3 separate regions of the Mus musculus genome follow, and regions 2 and 3 are each linked to region 1. A link is a contact called in public HiChIP or PLAC-seq data. All regions are on one chromosome and are shown on one strand. The core of a region is the stretch at or near the end of the contact, and the rest is flanking DNA. Distances in the headings are between cores, read along the strand shown.

Evidence for each region. HiChIP or PLAC-seq counts read pairs in DNA pulled down with a chosen protein or histone mark.
Region 2: an HNF4G HiChIP or PLAC-seq map of pancreatic cancer cells shows a contact between it and region 1. The contact joins two enhancer-like sites. A contact is called at or near these places in 1 of 484 Hi-C or Micro-C datasets (the N1E-115 cell line) and 2 of 115 datasets of contacts at active chromatin or transcription factors (extraembryonic endoderm stem cells and pancreatic cancer cells).
Region 3: a contact with region 1 is called in a FOXA1 HiChIP or PLAC-seq map of pancreatic cancer cells. The contact joins two enhancer-like sites. A contact is called at or near these places in 2 of 39 promoter capture datasets (both in liver) and 1 of 115 datasets of contacts at active chromatin or transcription factors (pancreatic cancer cells).

Annotation. Positions count from the first base shown.
Region 1 is chr3:122,473,138-122,478,179 of GRCm38.p6, forward strand. The region is part of intron 3 of Bcar3 (breast cancer anti-estrogen resistance 3); the gene reads left to right. Gm34349 (a long non-coding RNA gene) reads right to left here. Exons shown (of 2, transcript XR_376033.3): 2 at 3,324-4,692. Among named protein-coding and RNA genes, the nearest start is that of Gm34349, 4.6 kb to the right of the region's middle. Within about 2 kb of position 2,769, at least 172 of the 459 cell types and tissues checked have an H3K27ac peak or open chromatin away from gene starts, as enhancers often do. A contact at or near this core is called in the N1E-115 cell line and pancreatic cancer cells, where this site is marked.
Region 2 is chr3:121,538,021-121,543,062 of GRCm38.p6, forward strand. No RefSeq gene overlaps it. Among named protein-coding and RNA genes, the nearest start is that of Gm40135, 4.7 kb to the right of the region's middle. Within about 2 kb of position 2,156, at least 59 of the 459 cell types and tissues checked have an H3K27ac peak or open chromatin away from gene starts, as enhancers often do. A contact at or near this core is called in the N1E-115 cell line and pancreatic cancer cells, where this site is marked.
Region 3 is chr3:123,057,771-123,062,812 of GRCm38.p6, forward strand. No RefSeq gene overlaps it. Among named protein-coding and RNA genes, the nearest start is that of Myoz2, 25 kb to the left of the region's middle. Within about 2 kb of position 2,256, at least 22 of the 459 cell types and tissues checked have an H3K27ac peak or open chromatin away from gene starts, as enhancers often do. A contact at or near this core is called in pancreatic cancer cells, where this site is marked.

The DNA of each region.
Region 1 (5,042 bases), core at 1,519-4,018:
CTTATATATAATAAAAATAAATAAATTTAAAAATGTCCTCAAGAAGTTTTAAGATAGTAGATCATGCCAGGGCCTGCTAAGGGGAAGTTGTAAGATGTTGGTTCACAGTTGCGCCTAGGCTGGGAGGGTGCTGTGCATGGCTCAAAGGTCACACTCCTACTCAGTGACACAGAACATCCTAGTTCCAATCTCCTTCTCCTCCCTAAAGGCAAACCATGTCTTCTCTATCCCAGAAAACTCAGGACAACTCAGTTCTTCCACATGTAAGTCCCTGGAGTAGACTGAGGAAGACCGTTCATTTCCACCTGCTGCTGACGCACCAGCGAAGAGCCCTGTTATTAACCGGGAAAATCATATACATGGCTTCATGCAGCGTCAGCCCGTGTCGGCTCCTTTTTAGCGTCTCTCAGACGCAGAGATGGCACACAAGCCTGCAGCGGTGTGCCCAACACGGTGTGCTAGCCAACACCTTGAACTTAAGCTCAACTTCATTGTCATTGACATTTTAAGAAAACATTTTAGGAAAACAAGTTTTAAGGACACACTGTTCCATCTCCTTTACTCCCAAGCTTGATAAAGGGTCCGGTGATTGGGTTAATCTCAAATTTGAATCTCAGGATAAGCGATCCTGTAAACTTAACCTGTTGATACAAAGTAGTAAACTTCCTTCTGGGAAGGGCCCGGGTGGAGCAGTCTTTGCTGCTGCTCCTTCTGGGAAGTAGAACACCCCAGGGCTGCTAGTCTCTTGTGTCTGCCTCTCTCAGCGCAGAAGCTGTGTTTTCTCAGGTCAGCTTTGTGCACGGATCACACAGTGGAAGCCTAGCCTTCCGGTCTTCCCATTCAAAAGGAAAAGGAGAGCTTCCTCCTCAATTCCAGTTTGAAAAATCCCAGGGAAGCTCTCAGGTTCATCTCAGGTTGGTCATATGTTCACCCTCAGACAGCTCACTGTCCAGTACTCTGACTGGATTACACATCCAGCTCGCAAGGGTGAAGACACATGCTATCTAGTAACTGAGCTATTGAGAAGCACTGAATTAGGTTGTTAGGTCCGCTGTCAACAAGCAGTCACTGATAAGCAGGAGGCAGGAGACACTCCCCCACCCCCACTCTCTAGGGCTGCCAGCTCTGAGAGTTGTAAGGTTACAGGAAGTCTGCTAAGTGACTGAGCCCACATCAGAAAAGGGGCAGGCTTATTCGTCAGTCCAGCCAATGGGAGAAAAGGACAGGAAGTTCTCCTAGTCAGGGAACTTCTAAAGATGCCCTCTTATGCCAAATCAACGTACCAGTCGTCTCTGCCCTTTCTCTGCTGTGTCTCCCTGTCTGCAGCATTATATATTAAAAGACGGTTTCGTTCTCACTAGTCTCTTGAATTTGTTATGATCATATTTCCAACACCACCATCTGGTATTTACACTTTTCCCCATAAATGTTTTAGGATCATAGTAGGCTATTTTTCTAATTATCTCTGTCTTCTTGGGATACACATATACTGTGTTGACACATGACTGCTAAACTCTGCAGATATTCCTCCCCATACCCTTTTCCATCTTCTTAAAACCTGTACACAGCTCTCTGCAGTTTCACTCTCTTTGGTTTATTTATGGGCTGGATAGTTTCGTGGTGGCCACTGTGACAGAGGAGATAGAAGTGGGCCCTTGGGAGAGCTGTGTATCACCTGATTATCACCTGTGTGGCCTTGGAAAGATTTCTACATCTGTTATCGCAAGTGACCCAGCCCTAAGACACAGTGTTCCAGATAATGATCCAGACTCTCCAGACCCATTCCTGCTGCTCACCCTGGTACCTCCCCCTTCCTCCACCCAGCCCTCCCACTTACTTTGGAAGGAGTGCCGTAAGGTGCACAGGGACAGGGTGGGGGTTGGTGGCATTCTACTAGCCTTTGAACACTGGCAAAAACAACCCATTGTCCTCACCCTAGGCACCAAGTAAAGAAAATATTGACCTTTTAGATGTCACTTCTGAAGACATCGTTGTACTTGGCAGCCATCAAGGAAGTGAAGACATTGGCTGCCGATCAATGCAGTCTCTCACAGAGAGCCTTCGGATCCGGCCTTTCCCCACCAAGGGCACAGGAGGTCTATACACAGAGAGGTGTTCCTGGCTTGTGCTCAACACCTGAGGCTTGCTGCCTCCTGGTCCAGAGATTCTGTTCTCAGCATCCCCAATCTATGAGCTACACTTCCCTGACTGTTATATGTTGTCCAGTATCCCTGACATTGCGGATGAACCCTCAACCTGTGCTGCTGGACTATCTGTCACTGGATGAGGGGAGGTCTGCCTCCTGGATTTGCTTTAGATTAGAGTGTTCTGGTCCTGGCAGTCAGGTGTGATGCTTCTGTTAGCACATCAGATAAAGCAGGTTCTGGCTTGCTCTCATTACTCATTCTAAGAACTACTGCTTGCTGCCCAGACCATGGTGATAATGATGCCCCCCTCCTAGTGTGCTAAACGAGACACTGGTAGAATTCTCAGCAGAAATTCTGGCCCTTGGGAACATCACACACTAGGAAATGAGGTAGAGAGATGTGGGTGACCGCCATGGCCTTTCTAGATGCACTCCCCAGATGTGTGGCTGCCAAGAGGTTGCTGAGATCAGACTTGTACATATTACACATTTACTGTGATACACAAGGCCCTCCCACCAGAGGAGCACAAGGGCTTGTCTTTTTCACAGGGGAAAGCTACTTCACAGCCATAAGGGGTCTCAACACTGCTTGCCTGGCTCCTCCTCTTACCAGTCACAGCCCTGCTAAGCCAACCGGTGTCCATGGCAACCAGACAAGTGTTTTGCAGGTCCAGTCATGATCACTAGGCTATTTTGCTCACTTCCTTTCTACTGGCTATTGAAAGCCTTTCTGAATCTTAGACTGGTGACCTGACTCAGCAGGTAAAGGTACCTGCCATGAAACCTGCTGACCTGAGTTTGATTCCCCAGAACCCACAGGGTGAAGGAGACAATAGATTCCCACATGGAAGCTTGGACATGCGCGCATGCATACACACAGACACTTTATCTATTAAGTTACTTTTTTAAAAAGTGGATAACCAATCAGTGGGGACTTCTAGGTCCCCTAAGTGTTTGGGAATTGAGTATAAGCTCTAACCTATTTCTCCAGTGAGCACATTATCACCCAGTGGTTCGTATGGATCATAGAAGCCATACTTCACCTCCCAGTTAAGAGCTCCTAATACAGACTGATTTTCAGTGCTGTTTTGGCAGAATGCAGGATTAATCACTGTCTCATTCAGATGATAATAGCCAGGTTGTTTCTGACTGACAAAAGACCATTTTTCTACTGAAGTGTTTTTCATTCAGGTAGCTAAACTTTATTGCGAAGGGATTAATTCCACTGTTTTCTGTCAGGGTTGGAATGAGTGTGGTCTCCCTCGGTGCCTGCCTGCCCTGTGCCTAAGCAATCCTCACTGTGACTGGTGGATTCCTGCTGTTGCAGGCTTAGGGGAGGCAGAGAATAGTTTCTCCGGGGAATACAGACAGGCAGTATAAATTAGAACAGCATGGATGGTGGTGGTGGTGGTGGGGGGAGAACGGCACAATCTTCATGAGGCTAGACACAACATGACTCTAGAAATAAGTTAAAATCAGACAGTCCAGAAATTTGGACCAGAGCAGTATGAAGAAATTAGGCACCTGGGAGATGGTTCTCAGGGCACTCTAAGCAGAAGCCAAAGATCGGTTGTCATGGCAACAGCCACCCAGCATGGAGGTGTTGGAGGAGTGAGATTGGCAGGACAGCAGGTCAGAACATAGACTAAAGTCTAATTTTGCAGCCAGAGACAGGGACAATGACAGGGGTGGTGGTGGGGTATCACCCAGATCTCACGAATTACCCATAGGTACTCAGTCAGGTTGGCTGGAACAGGGGTATCCAATAGTAGATGGGCTTTGGGGTGAGCATGGAGACAAATACTGTGGCTTTGTGTCCTGCCTGTTTCCATCAACAGCTCATCAGATAACGATGATGCAGGGGACCCTCTGAGACATCTGAGCAAGTGTGATTAAAGATCCTTCGTATGTCTTCCGATTATCAGGTTTTGAAGTTGAGGATTAAAATATACTTTTAATGCTAAATACTCTTGATCATCTATCTCCTCTTTAGTTCTAGTTTTAAAAACTCAGAAGGGTCCTCAGCACCAGCTGCAGTCCGGCAGTGACTCAGTCATTGTCCACCTTCTCTGAGGACAGAGGTCCGGGTCGCCCAGCATCTGAGAGTTGTCAGCGACAGAGGATGGTTTCTAGTGCCTTTCTTCAAAGAGGAATGGAAACTCACATTTGCAGACTGTGCCTTGCATGTATTGGGGATCAGGCTTTATAATGTTATCATTCGTTGCCTGTAATCACCTGGTATGTTTGGGGAGCAGCTTGAGGTTTTGAGAGGTCAAGTCATCTCCCAAGGTCACTTCAGCTAGCTACTGGCGCAGCACTGACGCCTGGAACATGTTCGGAGTCTCTTTAGAGCCACGTGGATGTCTGTCTCCAGGCTCAGTTTTGGAAGGTGCCAATTTGCAGAAGTGCCTGTAAGATTGCCTGTAAGATGGGAAAGAGCTCAGTTGGTCCTGATGGGGGTGGGGCACTCCCCGAAGGCTCCGCTGCAGAGGGACCGCTGTGCCTCTTCTGTAGTCGTTGCCTGTCAGCTCTTTATGTTGTTCTCACTAAAAGTAGGAGGGAAAGAAAAGGCAGTGTGTACAGCAGAGAAAACCCAGAAGGAGAGATGATGGAAACAAGCTTTGCTCTGCATGTGATGTCTGCATGGTTACTGTGGAATGGGAGGCAGCCTGGCAAAGGAGATGCTGAACCACCCTGGATGGATTAGACTCCCAGGGACTTACAGGGGATCTAGAGGAGTCCCCTGAAATGTTATATCAAGGATCATGATTCTGCCTCTTGACCTGGGAAGATGGCCCATGGCTTTCTACTAAAAGATGCCCACCCAAGCCTGCCAGGTAGTCTGAGACTAACTGAGAAGTTGAAATCCCTACATCTTATACTCTTCTTCCTCCTC
Region 2 (5,042 bases), core at 906-3,405, 940 kb before region 1:
CTAACCCATCTATCCATCATTCATTTATCTGCATTTCTGTATACTTATTTGTATCTATATGCAAGCGGGGGGAAAAACCCTGCAAGCAGGGGGAAAACTGCAAGCGGGTGTTTCTAAGCCTTGGTGTTACCTGAGAGGGTAAAGGAATGCTGGTCTTTGCTACATCCACTCCAGTAGTGACTTGCTTGACAGGTTTAGAAACCTGGAAGCAGTCCCAAGGAGAAGAGTTTCTTGGAAACTTAGTCTCCTGGAACTGTGGCATCCCATAGCACATATGCTCCAATTTTGTCCTGGTGAATGGATCTGTGTGCTTCCTTTCAGTATTGTTTCGTTATAGGTGCCTCCAAGCAATGACTTGCCAAATACCTAAGCAAAATGGAACTTTGCTTCTTGGCCTTCACCAATACCCTAGGTAGTCCTTGAGCTGACTCTGGTCTTGGTAAGAAAGTTGCCTATTCAGTGACATTCAGAATTGCCTCTAGTATTGTAAGAGAGATAGTGAAAGAAATCAGGCCTTACTATATACTACATAGAGTTAGAAATCTCAGGGCAAGCTTAGCAACGTAAATTTAGAATTTTTTTTTAAAGATTTATTTCTTTATTATATGTAAGGACACTGTAGTTGTCTTCAGACACACCAGAAGAGGGCGTCAGATCTCGTTATGGATGGTTACTGTGGTTGCTGGGATTTGAACTCGGGACCTTTGGAAGAGTAGTCAGTGCTCTTAACCGCTGAGCCACCTCACCAGCCCCAAGTTTAGAATTCTTATTATAGTTATGTATGGCAGACTACATTACTTATTAGTAGAAAGTCCCCACACACAATCACTTAGAATAAAAGCCAAGTCACTCCCATATACAGGAATTTACAATGGTTTAGGAATTAGATCAAGCTGTGGTTTTAAAGTATTGCATTATTCATGAGAAGGTTAGCTAGAACGGAACTCCCTAATTAGAGCCATGACTTGGGCATGAAAGCCCTTGCCCTGGGAGTGTAAAGACCTCACACCTGGCTTCCTAGAATATAGCTGACCTTAGATAGAGCTGACCTTGTCTCAGTTGTTTTATTGCCCAGTTCCTGCCAGTCTTTGTGTTTGCATTCCTGTTTTGTGTGATAGTCATTAAGCATCCAGTAATCTCATTGTACCTTGCCGATGTGTCACCGAACTTCCCTATTTTCTACTGTATAAAAAGTTTGATGCTCAATTTGACATTACATTCAGATCCAACACACTCTCTCGTGTCATGTCTGTTTGTCACCCCATTCTCGCCGACTCTATGTCCACCTGCCGGAACCCCTGACTCCCCACGAATTGAGGGGGGCCGATTGAGCCCGGTCCGTGGAAGGTCTTTAAACTAATTGGTTTACAGCACCTGGTTAAACCATAAGGAGGGAGCGTACATCAAAACCGGAGCACCTTGACCTAGGAAAGACTTAGGTTTTCTTAGCCCACTCTGTTGTTATCAGCTAGCAGCAGCTACTATGTCTATTTTGTTACTTCCAGGGACATTTTGTGATTTTTCTCAGACCTCAAGGGCAGGGGCCATGCCCTTGCCTAAGGGCAAGTTAACTTAGAACGGAGTCTACAGTGCAAATGGACTTTCTTCATAAAAGCCTGTTGCTATACATTTAAAAAAGATCAAGATATTGAAGTATCCGCTAAATATAAACGGCACAGAATCAGAAGAGTTTTTCTGCCTTAGTATTGTGTACAAAGATGTTAGAATAAGAGCTCATCCACCTTCAGCCTTTTCCGGGTGAGTGAGTTCTAATTTTTACTGCTTTCATCTGTTTGCTTTCAGCTCATCTTGGCTATTGTAATGGCCCTTGTCAGAGGCTTTGGTGGGCGCCTCTGAACTGATGTCAGACCGTGGACTGCAAGTCTAGACAGGGAAGAGTAGGAAGCACTAGAGTGCAGGTCATGACCCCACAGATAAAACACTAGATTGGCAGCAGCTGGCCCAGCCAGTCTCCCTGAGGCCGGCTGGGCAGGGGTGGGGGTAGGGGGAGTGGGGGATGGGGGTGATGTGATTGAGAACGGGTCAGGAGCTCCTGGAATCCTGAGCCCAGACACCTGATTTCACTCCCTCAAGTCCCACCCTGCTCTGTGGACTTTCACCCAGTTCTTTCTCCAAATACTTACAATTTAATCCAGAAGATGGAGCCAGAAGACTTCAAGCAGAGCTCATGGGCCTCAGACTCTAAGTAATTATTTACAAGACAAAGTGAGCGGCTGGTGAACTCTACCCAATCGGTTGATTAATGAGAGCTGAGCCACGATTTCTCTTCTACACTAGATATACAAGGCATCTTGTGTTCTGTTTGATTGTCTTGTTTTTGTTTTTCCTCTGGGACAACGGGATCTAAAGAGAAACCCAGGAGGAAGCGCAAAGGACAGAGAGAGAGAGAGAGAGAGAGAGAGAGAGAGAGAGAGAGAGAGAGAGAGAGAAAACAGAGGTAATCACAGAAGTCATGGGGAGAGAGGCCCCGCTGAGCCCTGAAAGATGAGCCTGCTTTAAGATACAGTTAATCAGCTCCAAACTGAATCTCATGGAGCATTTTGTAGGGTGGAAGCCTTGGAAAACAGCATCTTAAACTGTCTCTTACGTGTGTGTTTAGGCAAAACCTCATTGTCTTCTTTCTCATTTTAGTGCTGGGGTCTGAACCCACGGCTTTATGCACCCTAATCATTTGTTCTGCTGCTGGGCTCAACTTGTTGTATAAATAATCAAACTTGAAAGGGAATATTATGTTAGCAAATGTATTAGAGCGATAGTGAGGACAAGATACAGTCCTGGGGAGCAAATTCAGAGGCCTCATGATACTGTACATCGGGCTGGAGAGATGACTCAGCAGTTAAGAGCACTGATTGCTCTTCTGAAGGTCCTGACTTCAAATCCCAGCAACCACATGGTGGCTCACTCTGTAATGAGATCTGACGCCCTCTTCTAGGGTGTCTGAAGACAGCTACAGTGTACTTCCATCTAATAAATAAATAAATCTTTAAATAGAAAAGATACTGTACATCACACAGGCAAGAGTTCAGATTGTGGGGCTGGAGAGGTGGCTCAACGGTTAAGAGCACTGATTGCTCTTCTGAAGGTCCTGAGTTCAAATCCCAGAAACCACGTGGTGGCTCACAACCACCCGTAATGTGATATGATGCCCTCTTCTGGTGCGTCTGAAGTCAGCTACAGTGTACTTGTGTATAATAATAAAATCTTTGGGCTTGGAGCGAGCAGGGCTGACCGGAGTAAAATTTAATTTCCAAAAACCACATGAAGGCTCACAACCATCTGTACAGTTACAGTGTACACACATACATAATTTAAATAAATAAATCTTAAAAGAGCACTGACTGCTCTTCCAGGGGTCCCGAGTTCAATTCCCAGCAACTACATGGTGGCTCACAACCATCTGAAATGGGATCTGATGCCCCCTTCAGGTGTGTCTGAAGACGGCTACAATGTACTCATATACATTAAATAAATGAACCTTTAAGAGAGAGAGAGAGAGAGTATGGAGTTGTTGAGGAGGCAGGAGTAGATCTAGGAGGGAAATGCCAAGATACATTGTATGAAATTCTCAAAAAACTAATACAAATATTATTTTTAAAAGCTACATTAATTTGGGATGCCAGCTTCACTGGAGATAAGTAATTAGAAAAATGGAATCTGATGTACTTATCTGATGTACTAAATGGACTCATCAGGTTGTATTACACACACACACACATGTCACAATAATAATTAAAGAAGACATCGCTGGGCAGTAGTGGCACACACCTTTAATTCCAGCATTCAGGAGGCAGAGGGAAGTGGATCTCTATGAATTTGAAGATATCCTGGTCTACAGAGTGAGTTCCAGGACAGCCAAGACTGCTCAGAGAAACCTTGTCTTGAAAAACCGAAGGGAAAAAAAAAGCCAGGGGGGAGAGAAAGAGAACAGAAGACATCATGAACTTGATAAGGCATTGGGTGTATACAACACATGAGGGATTAGAACGAGAGATGGTGGAGTGGAAATGGTTTAAATATACTACTCATGTATGATAACCTATAAATAAATAAATCCCACAATCATGTCATGATTTTGGATACAGTTTCTTTTCTTTCCCTTTTTATTTTATATATGAAAACACTGAAGTCATTTTCTATGCATAAAACCTCTGGGTTGGGGAGAAGGCTGGGAAGCTTGCTCAGTTAGTAATGCACATTGCAAACGCAAGGACCTGGGCCTGGTTTACAGAGCCGTGTGGCAGATCTGAGGCCCGGAAGCACAGGCTTATAATCCCAAGCCTGGGGAGGTGGAGGCAGAAGGGTCTCTGTGCTTGCTGCCAGCCCGTCTAGCCTGCTTAGAACACTGGGTGGTGCTTGAGGAATGGTGCTGGAGGTTCACCTGTGTCCTCCACATGCATGCACACATATGCACACATGCATATACATCAATCCCTCCACAGCACACATACATATGCACACATGTATATACAACAACCCTTCCACAGCACACATACATATGCACACATGTATATATATCAACCCCTCCACAGCATGCACACATATGCACTCTTGTATACATCAACCCCTCCACACACATACCCACTGAAATTTTATGTATAAAATGTTTGGAGTTATAAATGTCTATTTATGATAACTAAACTTGAAAACCCTGTAAATGTCTTTAAAAAGTATAAGTTCCTAATAAAGACTTCAGTTACTCACTTGTTTTTGAAAATATGACAGCATGATGCATGTTTGTGCTCCAGTCCCAGGGAAAGGGCAATTTGTTTCACTTGTGTCTGTAACATGACTACCACTACCTAAAATAACTATAAAAGAAAAATTCTGGAAGGAAACTTACTAACATGTTAATAATGGATTCTGAATGGAGAAAACAATAGAAAACTTAACCATCCTTTCCCCATTCATTTCTGTGACTCCCCATTGTCTTTCGTAATGACTCTCCCTGCCCACCCACATTGCCGTCTAAGGTCCCTGTTTGTAGCCCCTGGATAAACAGAACAGCTCCCTTTGAACTGTTT
Region 3 (5,042 bases), core at 1,006-3,505, 580 kb after region 1:
TCTCAGCCCCGTAGCTGGTGGATTTGTAGACATGTGCCAGCATCCCTGGCTGTATACTGGTTCCTAACTAGTGAACCGGAAAGGGCACTCAGATACTAGAAATTAGCTTTGACACATAAGCTACATTCATAAAGTACACTGTGTGTTGAACACACTCATCATTTTCTATTGAAATAGAAATTGTGTGTTACCCAGACACATGGCATAGTGGAAAGAAATTGTTATGCCCAAATCGGGAGCTATATTCCTAGGAGCGGTTCTATCCTGTGATGTTGACCGAGTCATGTAGTTCCCACTGGGCTGTAGAGTCATGTAGTTCCCACTGGGCTGGGAGTCATGTAGTTCCTTGTTTGGTTCCGAAGAGGGTTGGCTGAGCCGGTGCTGTAGCATGGTTACAAGCCTTGAACTGTGTGAGAGCTTCTGTGTCTGTGTTATGGAAACCGTGCACGATGAGGTATACGTATTCCTGCTTCTATGTGTTGTTGTTTATTTTCAACAGTCTACAGGAGATGGATAAAATTAAATTCATCTTAGCTTCTTTATCTTTGGTTATCCCAAAGGTGCACCCAACCGTGGGGTCAGCGAGCAAATGTTTGAGCATGTGTAAACAATCAGCTTTCCCACTGTGAAACCAACTTGGCAAAAATCATAAGCAGGGTAAGGCAAAGAAAACAGGTTAAGCCCTGCCTGGAATGTGTGAGAGATCCCTGCCCCAAATGAATATTCTTCCTGATCTTTGCTTGCTTGCTTGCTTGCTTGCTTGCTTGCTTTTGGTTTTTTTGAGACAGGGCTTCTCTGTTTAGCCCTGGCTGTCCTGGAACTCACGCTGTAGACCAGGCTGTCCTCGAACTCAGAAATCCACCTGCCTCCGCCTCCCAAGTGCTGGGATTAAAGGCGTGCGCCACCACTGCCCCACTGACATTGCTTTCTTATCCTCTCTTCTCTAGCAACATTTCATTGCCCAAAGATAAAAGAGTAAAGAACAATAATGTAACCAAGGCATCCATATACAAATCTCCTGCCTCAGAAATCCTATAGTGAAGGTGTTTCCTGACCTGAACGAACCTGAGAATTCATTTGTATATCTTTTATGAAGATAGACAAGAAAGCCAAGGGTTTAGACACCATGAGAAGCTTGCTGAGAGGCCCACATGCTATAAAGTCAGAATATAAAAGGGTTATACCTGCAGCCCAAGGGAGAGCCAAAAATAAACTTGCTTGTACTATGTACATTGCCCCTCCCTGGAGATATTACCTGTGTTTAACCTCTGGCCAATAAAGCCAGGTGTGGTTCACACTTGTAATTCCAGCTGCTCAGGAGCTAAGGCTATCACACATTCAAAGATTGTTTGGTATACATAGCAACTCAGAGGCCAGCCTGCCTGTGCAATTTAGCAAGACTCCACATCAAGCAAAAGTAAGAGAGAGATGAGCTTGGTGGTGGCGTTCCTGTCCAGTATGCACAATAAGCAGGGTATATAAAAAAGTCTCTTTAGAACTTCTCACTATTAACTAGTTTTGTATGTGTTTGAAGACTGGCTTTCCACATTCTCCTGAAGCTGGGAGAATCTGAAGACAGTAGGTATTTTCAAGTGATCCTAAGCCAACACTGCAAAGACACTTAAAAGAAACAAACGGGAACTCCATGTATAGAAGGCCATTTTTCCTCAGGTCTTAAAGACGAGGAAAGGCTCAAGAAAGATGAGTAGTTCATTAAAATCCTACACGTACCTTCAGATTCTGGCTTCTTCAGCAGATGGGGTCCATTACAGAAAGCTCCAGCTGGTGACTAACTGACCCCACCTGACATATCTACACCACTATACTGTATGATCCCTATACCTGAGCCATAGGGACCATCAGAGAAGAGAGGGTGAAAAACTGTAAGAGCCAGGGACCATAGTGAGAGCTGAGAGAGCATCTTTTATGTGGGACGGGGAAGCTATAGTCAAGAGTGACCTTGAACTTCTCATCCTCCTGTTTCCACCTCCTGAGTTCTGGGATGGCAGGTATGGAATCCCACACTGGGGTTATGCAGGGCTGGGGGTCTGCATTGGTTAATGCACTAAAGATGGCCTCTGAAGATGTCTTTGATGCATAAACAATGAAAATAAAGTTACTTCCTCTTGGATTAATTTGACCAAGAGCAAGCCCAAGTTTGAGTTCTCCACTTTCTCTCCCTGCTTTCTGTCTGCCTGTAGTTGGTGGTTACTGGCCTATCTGTGATCTGCCTGTTGTACATCTCTAAAGCTGTGCCCTGTTCATTATGCCTGTGAGCTGTGCCTGTGTCTGTCTGAATCTGTGCTTGTGTCTGATACTGTGTCTGGTTCTTCCAAAAGGCTTTGTTCTATGGTAACTGAGCAGCACAGAAAACATGATGGGGAAAAGGAATGGGGGATTATTATTTTCTTTTTAGACAAACTCTTCAATCGAATTTCACAAGGGTAGCAGTTGCTGCCCCATATGACTCAAGAGTGTAGCACTCGACATTGTAAACAGACATTATCAATCCATAGCCACATGCTGCTTGCAATATCGATGGTGGCTATTTGTTTTAAGGTTGCTTCCAACCTGTTAGCTGCTCTCAACAAATCATTACCACAACACACACACACACACACACACACACACACACACACACACACACACATCATTCTGTGTCAGGGACACAGAAGATAAGGTAATTTAAGATTAAAGCTATGTGTTAACTTAGGTTATAAAATCTGATCACATGGAAAATTCAAGGAATATTAAGATTGGTTACATTGTTCTCTTAAAGGTGGGTTAAACTTAAACAGACTGAGCACACACTGGGACAGCAGGGTTTTTAGTAAAAGTCTGAAGTTATCTCAAGACATATTATTAACTTGGCTGCAAAGTCTGGAAAAGTCTGTTCTCAAGTTCAGGACTCAGGAGGTAGAAACAGGAGGATGAGAAGTTCAAGGTCACCCGTGTCTACACAGCAAGTTCAAGGTCAGCATGGGCTACAGGAGAGATTCTCACCAAAACAAGAAAAGGGTGGGGTAGAAACAGAGAAGGGAACAAGGGAGGGCAAGGGAGACTTAAAATCAGCTGTAGGGAGAAAATATCTGACAGTATGAAGAAAGCAAGAAACTGAGAATCACACCGAACTTCCAGAGCATAGTCCAGTTACCGCAAAAGTGAAAAGAAAGACTTTAACAGGATTAATGTTGACATATACAGAATTCTCGTATGTGCCAGGAGGGCCCATATGTGCCAACTAATTCTTTGACAATACTATTATGGTAAGAGTCTTCATTCTATCATAAGGAAAATGAAGTGAAAGGTAATTTATTCTCCCCACTGGTGTGTGTGTATGTCAGTGTACTTGTGATTATATACTACCAAGCTGGGGTGAGTATATAATTTGAACTCCATAGCCCTCCTGCCTCTTCCTCCCACGTGCAATGATTACAGCCATGTGCCACCATTGCACAGCTAAGACATTTCTAAAGACCACAAGGCTGAATAGTGAAATCTAGTTTATTTGTCTGTTTACCTCCAGATATTATGTTTGCTTTGCCTTGTGCTTTGAAAGAACAAGAGAAGAAAGCCAGCAAATGAAATGACGACTCCATGATGGCATCTCCTGTGAGGCTCTAGAGGAGGACTGGCAAGGAGAGAATCCTGAGGTAAAGTTAAAATCACACTGGATCTTTCCTGTGACAGATTTCATATTGTAGACTGCTGATACTTGGGACTGTCCACAAAAACCACAGTACATATTCCCTCAGTAGGATGACCTGTGGAAAAGCCCACATTTTCCATTCACTCCTTAATTCTACGAATACACGGGGTACTTAATGGAGTCCTGCTCTGTACTGGGTGCTGAGCTACAAAAGCCCCCAGCGCCTACACTCATGGAATTTGTAATCTACTAGGGGTCAAGCAAATAGGAACCTGAGACCTGTTGGGTTCTGGAGGCGATGGGGCTGTTAGAGAAAACATGCAGTAAGCAGAATGTTTGCCAGGGGCTAAAATGTGGGAAGGCCAGGCCAGCTTCAAATCCAAAGGGTGGTGGTAAACGTTCAACGTACTCAGCAAAGCTTTTGCTGTGAATGATAAGGCTTGTTGGCGGTTGAGAGCAACCTGTAGCACAACTTCGGCATCTCCTCAGAGGCAGAACTGGATCTCCATGTCCATCCAGGTTGCATCTGCCTCCCTGCAGGACAGGGTAGAGATGGCATGGAGGATTAACCCTGAGGGAAGAGAAAAATCACAGACAAACTTGGCCTATCGGGGACAGAGTCTGAGCTTTCTGAGTAAGGTTTGGCATCAGTTGTTGCTGCAGGGAGGGGACTAAAGCTGCTGCTGGTGACTTGGTGGGGGAGGATCTGGGAAAGAGAAGTGGGCACTGTCTAACAGGCTTTTTCAATGGTTTCCCTTTCCCTTCATTTGCATAAACTCTTGAGTAAACCCTACATTTCTCAGTCATTTCTTTTTGGCAAGGATATTCATTCCTAGGCGGGGGCAGATTTTGGGGAGATCAAACAGAAGAGCAAGAGACAGAAGAAATTGGAGCTATGCTTACTCTTGATTCCCTATTGAAGCCCCCAAGGACAATTTTTTCCATCAAAAATGAAAGGACGGTAAAGAAACACAATCCTTTTCTGAACCTTAGAAAGGGTGTTTTCACTGCCTCGCAGTGTGACATTAGTTCACCCTCTAAACTCTGAATTCCAAAATAAGACACACAGTGGAGAGAGAATCATTCTTTCTCCGAGGCCAGAATCTTCTAATGAGGCAAGGAGGAAACCCCCACGGGCCTGTACATTCCTGCTCTTATCTCCTGAGCAGAAGCATCCCTTGAGTGAGACACATCTTGGGCATGTGGACATCCAATTTCTAACCAGATTTTAAAGAGAAGGGAATAATTGGCTGTGTGCAGAGCCTTGAGAACTACATTGCCCAAAGTCACAAAGCAAGGAACATGAGCCTAGACTACCTCATCACAGTCTCGGGATACTTTACCATGGACTCACACAGCTGGCTCAATCCCATAAGCAAGCACTGAGTTCCGA